Linked DNA regions of Mus musculus: region 1 is linked to region 2. Evidence: chromatin contacts called from public Hi-C data. All regions are on one chromosome and are shown on one strand. The core of a region is the stretch at or near the end of the contact, and the rest is flanking DNA. Distances in the headings are between cores, read along the strand shown.

What was found. A called contact is a pair of places that touch in the nucleus more often than the background predicts.
Region 1: a Hi-C map of muscle stem cells shows a contact between it and region 2, with 4 times the contacts expected there. The contact joins two enhancer-like sites. A contact is called at or near these places in 3 of 484 Hi-C or Micro-C datasets (muscle stem cells, nephron progenitors and uterus), 3 of 115 datasets of contacts at active chromatin or transcription factors (astrocytes, cardiomyocytes and embryonic stem cells) and 1 of 9 other capture datasets (embryonic stem cells).

Annotation. Positions count from the first base shown.
Region 1 is chr16:43,800,483-43,803,716 of GRCm38.p6, reverse strand. The region is part of intron 2 of Drd3 (dopamine receptor D3); the gene reads right to left. Among named protein-coding and RNA genes, the nearest start is that of Gm26074, 32 kb to the left of the region's middle. Within about 2 kb of position 1,501, at least 143 of the 459 cell types and tissues checked have an H3K27ac peak or open chromatin away from gene starts, as enhancers often do. A contact at or near this core is called in muscle stem cells, where this site is marked.
Region 2 is chr16:43,358,951-43,361,998 of GRCm38.p6, reverse strand. The region is part of intron 4 of Zbtb20 (zinc finger and BTB domain containing 20); the gene reads right to left. The region is part of intron 1 of Gm9968 (predicted gene 9968); the gene reads left to right. Among named protein-coding and RNA genes, the nearest start is that of Gm9968, 3.2 kb to the left of the region's middle. Within about 2 kb of position 1,693, at least 14 of the 459 cell types and tissues checked have an H3K27ac peak or open chromatin away from gene starts, as enhancers often do. A contact at or near this core is called in muscle stem cells, where this site is marked.

The DNA of each region.
Region 1 (3,234 bases), core at 252-2,751, 440 kb before region 2:
AAGGGGGTCCATGGTAGCCCCATTCTTTTCTTCTGGAGCAGTTACACAGCACACCCCCACCTGGTGGTCCTCCAGGCCTATCAGTTTGAGGACTTCTTTTCTGCTAGGGCTCCAAATCAAATGTGGTCACTAGGGTCACTTCATGGTGACCCCAGGAGCCTTTGGAGGAGGGGCTGAGACTTAAATCCTGCTGCTGTCATGGAGGAACTGCTACAGCTAGCTGAAGTCTGGAGAGTGGGAAGATGGCAACCACGTTCTTTGGCTTGGGCTTGCTGTAGGCAAAGTCCTCCTTGTTTTTCATACTAGCTTTTTTATATATAAAATGTTATTATAAAAACTGAAAATAAACAAAAACATCACACACCAAAATGTGTGGGCAAAAAAAAATTAACGGGTAAAAGAATCCAGACATGCTAAATATTCAGTGATGTGCTAACAATTCTCTCTCTTTTCCTCTCTCTTTCTTTTCCTCTTTCTTTCTTTTCCTCTCTTGCTCTCTCTGTCTCTCTCTGTCTCTCTCTGTCTCTCTGTCTCTGTCTCTCTGTCTCTCTGTCTCTCTCTCTCTCTCTCTCTCTCTCTCTCACACACACACACACACAAAGCCCCAATTTGTAACATGCATCAATTTTTGTTGCGCAAATACTCCCACCACTGCTCATGTCAAGCCACCACCAAAGGCTTGATTACCAACTTGAAACATTCCTGGAATATTGCTCTCACCAGCATGGTTCTAGCACACTAGTGGGAATGGCATGCTGTCTTAAACACACTTTAATGCTCATCAGCTCTTTGGAGGCTCCATCACTTCTATGAGCAAGAGACTATACTGAACGTAGCTCTTTTTATGAGAGGAGCCAGAACTTCAGGGAAGGCAGGATAGATCTAAAGTTTCAGACTGGAGTTGTCCTTGCAGAGCCAGGTCTCCCATCTCTAGGACCAGTGCCTTTGACAAGGACCCCATTCCCTGTCCAAGGCACATGTAGCTGTCTTAGCCCTGCAGGGAAACATGGGTTTGCTGGCATCCCACTTGTTTGTACTCGGGAGACCAGTGTGAATGCTCAGAACTGAACCTCCCCAAGTATCTTGACTCTGCTAATTGCCAGCGTGTTAGGGTGTGGGGAACGTGGGGGTGGGAGTTGGAGAGTGTGGGGGTGTACTGTTAAAATGAACGTCCCCAAGTTATTTCCCTAGTGGTTTCCATGAGGTACTTCTAAAGTAAAACCCAGAGACGTGTATTTTTAACATCTAATGTATCTTATTAGACAAGTCTGAGAGAGTCTGCATTAGGGAGAATTTCTGTCAAACCTTCTTGCTCACTTGGGGTAAGAGATGAGAGACAAGACTACAGTCTTTTATTGTCACAGTATGTTTTTTTTCCCCCCTTCTTCTTCTTAAATGATTAAGCCGTTAGAATAAATGAGGCCCCCTCCAGCATGTCATAGGTGGGTGGCTAAGACCTCGAGGCTGTTCCAAAATCCACCATTGGAGGGCACCAAAATGCAGCAAGAACTTCGCCAGCTCTGCCGGGGTGAGAAGTTCACGACTCACCTGGGGGCTCTCCAGGCTCTGTGGGGAGGCAGAGCCGGAAAACCTCCCCACTTAGTTCCTGGAGCCCTGCGAGGACCCCGCATTCTCACCCTGCGAGACTTGTTTAGCCTCTGGTTTCCTCTCTGAGCGATTTGCTCAAGGCCAACCGCGGAGGCGCTGGGTCAGGCTTGGCTTGGCGCGGCTTGGCTGGAGAAGGAACCCTGGCTAGGGCCACCTCCCTTGGAGGTGTTCCCAGTCCCACTCCCTTCTTTGTGTTGCAGCATCTAGTTCTTTCGGCCCTCTCTCCTGTAGAGTACTCAGCCGACCCGAGTGCAGTCAATGTTCGCTCTGGTAAAGCCCTAGGGCTGAAATCCAGCTTTGCAGCTAGCTTGTCAGACAGTGAGGCCCGCGGCTGGAGTTTTCTGACTCAAATTTTCTGTCTAACAGAACTGTTCACAGCTATTGAATGAGATTACATTTGTGAAGTTTTTTGTTTGTTTGTTTGTTTTTTAATACAACTTAAAATCCAAAAGGCAGTTCTTACTGTATCGCCATCATTATTGGGCTAGCCTAAGAGATTCATGATTGTTCTGTGTGACTTTAGGTTTTATGATTGTGATTTTTTCCCCCTCCTGGTTGTCAGGCAGTGCACATTAAATTTATTTATCAGACAAGTGTCGAGAACTTTCTTGTGTGAGCCACTGTTGAAGGGCTGGGGTAGTTGTTGATGTTAAACGGGCACAAGGAACCAAACAGCCTAGAGTCGCTTTGCTGTAAGGCTTAGATACTGAACTTGGCAGTGTGACTTAACAGCTAGGGGCCCCAGGGTGAGGCTCCAGGGCAGTTTATTGTAGGAGATATTGGCTGCACAAGCTGGCTTGGTGGCACATGCCTACAAGGTCAGCATTCAGGGGGTGAAGGTGGAGGCAGGAGGATCACAGACTTGTGTTGGTGGCTTGAGCTAACATAACCCTGGAGCTGTCTCTCCATGGAAGAATGCAAAGGTTAGCACATTCTAAGTGGTAGGTTCCATCCCCAGCCCTGGGGAAATAAAAAGATGGGCAGTGACTTTTGGTTCCATTCATCTATTACCTAATAGCTTTGTGATTCTAGTCACCCCACCCGTGTGTGTGTGTGTGTGTGTACATACGCATACGCCCACTGACATGTGCACATGTAATGGGACAATGTACCTACTTTGCTGGACTGTTTATAAATGATAGCTATATTTGTTTTTGTTGCCTGTGCATTCACACAAATTAGGATAACAGGAAATTATACTTCTAGTGGTGCGCTGCAGGCGTGACCTTCACAGGTGACCTTCCCTAACTTTTGTCAAGAATGGGGGACTGTCTAAATCTCTGGAAGATCAGGGTCTAGCTTGGGACTTGTGACGAGGGACAGCAGGACCTTCAGCACACATGGAGCGCCCTCTGATTCTCGGTCGACGTGGCCGATCGCTCATTAAGGTCTTAATATCATGACTGTCCAGCTGAAGCTATCATTAACCTCAAGTGGGGGGTTCTCGCCGTGACTGCTGGGGGAAAGACGAGCCCGGTCTGAGTGGGAGGGCCTGACTCTAACTCCCTGCCTGGGTTTAATGAGCCCAGAGCTCTGAAGGCAGCTTTTCACCACCTTTTATTTGGTCAGACAGGGGGCTCAATAAATCTTTAGTTCTGTGGACTCCCCTGGTGGAGTTGTTGAAGG
Region 2 (3,048 bases), core at 444-2,943:
CTGTTAAGAAAACATGTATGACAGGCTATGTAGCTTCTGTCCCACAGCATGTCAGTAGAGTATCCTATCACATGTTCAATGAATTTCCTAGTCTGTTTCCTTCTCTTTGAAAGGGGGGTGACCGTATCATCCTAATTGGCGTTATAAAGGCTGAGTTGATGTTTATCTATTTTTGTCATGGTATGTCTGTCTGACGCCGAATACACCAGAAACTACTATTATCACTAGCATCACTTATCACCCTTATGTGCCCAGTCAGAGAAGCTCTGCCATTGGTGTCCCACCAGATTGAGTAGAACCAGAAGAAATACTACAGGAGATCAGTTGGATGTAGGGCTTACCATGCTGCTTTGAAGAGCTTGTTTTCATGTGGGATTTTCAGTGTTACAATGTGAATACGGGGGATGCTGATGATCTATTATGTGAAAACCTTGATTGGGGAATCCATGTTATCAAAGGAACTGGGAGCCTGACAGTGTCTAGTAACCAGAGGCCAAAAGAAAAAAAAAAATGAGGGAATTTTTAGAAGCTACTCCAAAAGCAACAGGATAAAAGTGCTATTGGCCTTGACCACATGATGAGGCTGTTTTACCAAAGGGGAAAACTTAGTCCAGTTGATTGTCCCAGCCTAATTGATTAATTGTGGGTCTGACCATCTGGCTGATGAATGCTGACACCCAGCAGTGATTACTGTGTAACACAAGTCCGGATGTGCTCTCCATGATGCCTCCCACATTAATGGTAACACTGACCCCCAGGTTAGTTTATTTAGGCCTCTTGGCTCAGTCTCTTCATGGAACAGTGGTTGTGGCAGGGAATATTTTACTAGACCTGGTCAAGCATATCTTCTTCTCCTGTTTCAGTGGCCGCTCCTTTCCAATTCCACCCCGATCCTCTCCTGAGCCCTCTCGCACATAATCGGTTTTCATGCAAAGCCCTCCATCTGCACTTTTCATCATGTGGCCGAGGCTCTCATCTCTGGTCGCTCTATTGTGAAGAAGGTTGTTGGACTGGCCTGCAAGGGGAGCCCATGGAGTCCTTTTCACTGTGTTATCTGGACTGGTTTACTATCACTTACTCATATGGTTACAAAACAGAAATTATTTCATCCAAATCTTGAAACTGAGCTAAAGTTCTACAATATTTCAATTCTGTATGAAGATTAAGAGAAGATAATTCTTACATCTTAAAGTTATTTGTCATTCTTAGATGTGTGCCATGGATAGGAACCATCCTTGTCCTGAAACTAACTTGAGATTTCAGGGAAGCATTTCTGAGTTAGAGAAACTGTATCAGGCTGAAGAAAATAGCAGGGTACAGTAAGCGTGCCACCTACAAACCACTCTACATCCGGACACAGCATGTACGCACAATTCCCTGGGCAAATCAGATTTGAACACATGCAAACTTTAGATATTACAAAAAGTTTATTTTCTTCTTCATTCTATTTGGTGGAGAGGTAGGGGACAGTAAGCCCACAGCAAATGGCTTGAAAAGCTTGTGTGAGGAGTCACAACGGACAGTCATCCTTTCTCTGTTCTTTTCCCATCCTGATTTCTACCTTGAAATCATCCGTCTCCTGGTCTCCACAGACACTGAACTCCTCTGTGTTTGGGCTGTATTGGTGTTAATTTTCAGCAGAGAGTGGTAGCAGCATGCTGAAATACAGAGTTCTGTGTGGGGAGTTGGGAAATATTTTTGGCATGGCTGTCAGTAAACAACTCTGTATCTTGGGCAAGTCAAGTCCCTTAACTCCCCATGTCTCAGTTTCTTCATTGAAAAATGATAGGGTAGGACTGCATGAACTCTGCTGTTTCTGCCAACAGTAAGATTCTATGGTTCTATAGCTCATTTCCCTTTTTCTCCCCTCTGGCATCAAATGCTCAACAACTCTGCATAAAATAATTTTTCTTTTTCAGTTACTGAAGGAAAAATATCTCCTTCATTTACTGCTGGGCATTTTCTATTTGTACCCCCTCTTTCTTTTTGATGTTAGATATTTTGAGTCATAAACATGAACATATTCAGATAGATGCTTTAAATTTGAAGGCATTTAAGGAGAATAGCTTTCCCATGTAGAACATTTAGTATAGCTCTGCATGGAGGAAGCCAGCCATCCAAAGTGGAGCAAAGGGGCCAATTCACAAATGAGAGGAAGCCTTTCATAATAAGAGTCTCCAGGCTCTTCAATTTAGATAAAGCTCAAATGCTATCAACTCCCAACTACGTTTCCAGTCAGCCCCAGACACCATCACAGACACTTAGGACTACAAATCTGAGGACCAACGCTGGCAGGGATGCCGCTCTTATTTCACCTCCACCATCCATTGCCAAGTAGGATTTAGGATGGCATAGTAATAAGAGCCAAGAGGACAATCTGTCATTTATTTTCCTCCAAACTTTTTGAAATTTCCCATTTGGGCTCTGTTTCCCAGTTTTAATTTGGTAACTGCCATTTTTCAGCATTTCTTTTAACAGGTTACTAATAATTTCTGATACAGGATCTCATATTTCATTTTCTGCTGCTAGAACTTGCTGTTAATATTTCATCTGCCTTCAACTCAGCTCAGAATAAAGGCTGCTACATTTTAGATACTCTGTTAACACTTAGGTTCTGGGAATTTCATCTCCAGAGTTCACTTAGTTTATCCATATCTGGTTAAGTAACAGGTTGATGGTACAGGCAGTATCTCAGGGTGTGCTGCTAAACATGTTGCAGATTCTTGTGGTAGCTCTTCTCCAAATCTCTGACTGAGAGACTGAAAATACCCTATTTGTTTTCCAAGGTAACTTATGATTGGCTTTTGGAAGCGGAGTGGTTTTGACAAGCTGTGGCTCACAGAAAGTTCTAGGTTAAATTTTTTGTTTGTTTGTTTGAAATTTGCTAGATATATCACCTGTGAGGCCAATCTCTTTTTCTATTTCAAGAGAGAGTCAAAGTATACATCTGTATTGCTATATGGATCCAATAAATTTAACTGCTGAAGATTACTGAATTCTCAATAAATAATAGCTATCATTAATAATTTATAAATTCACATTATATAA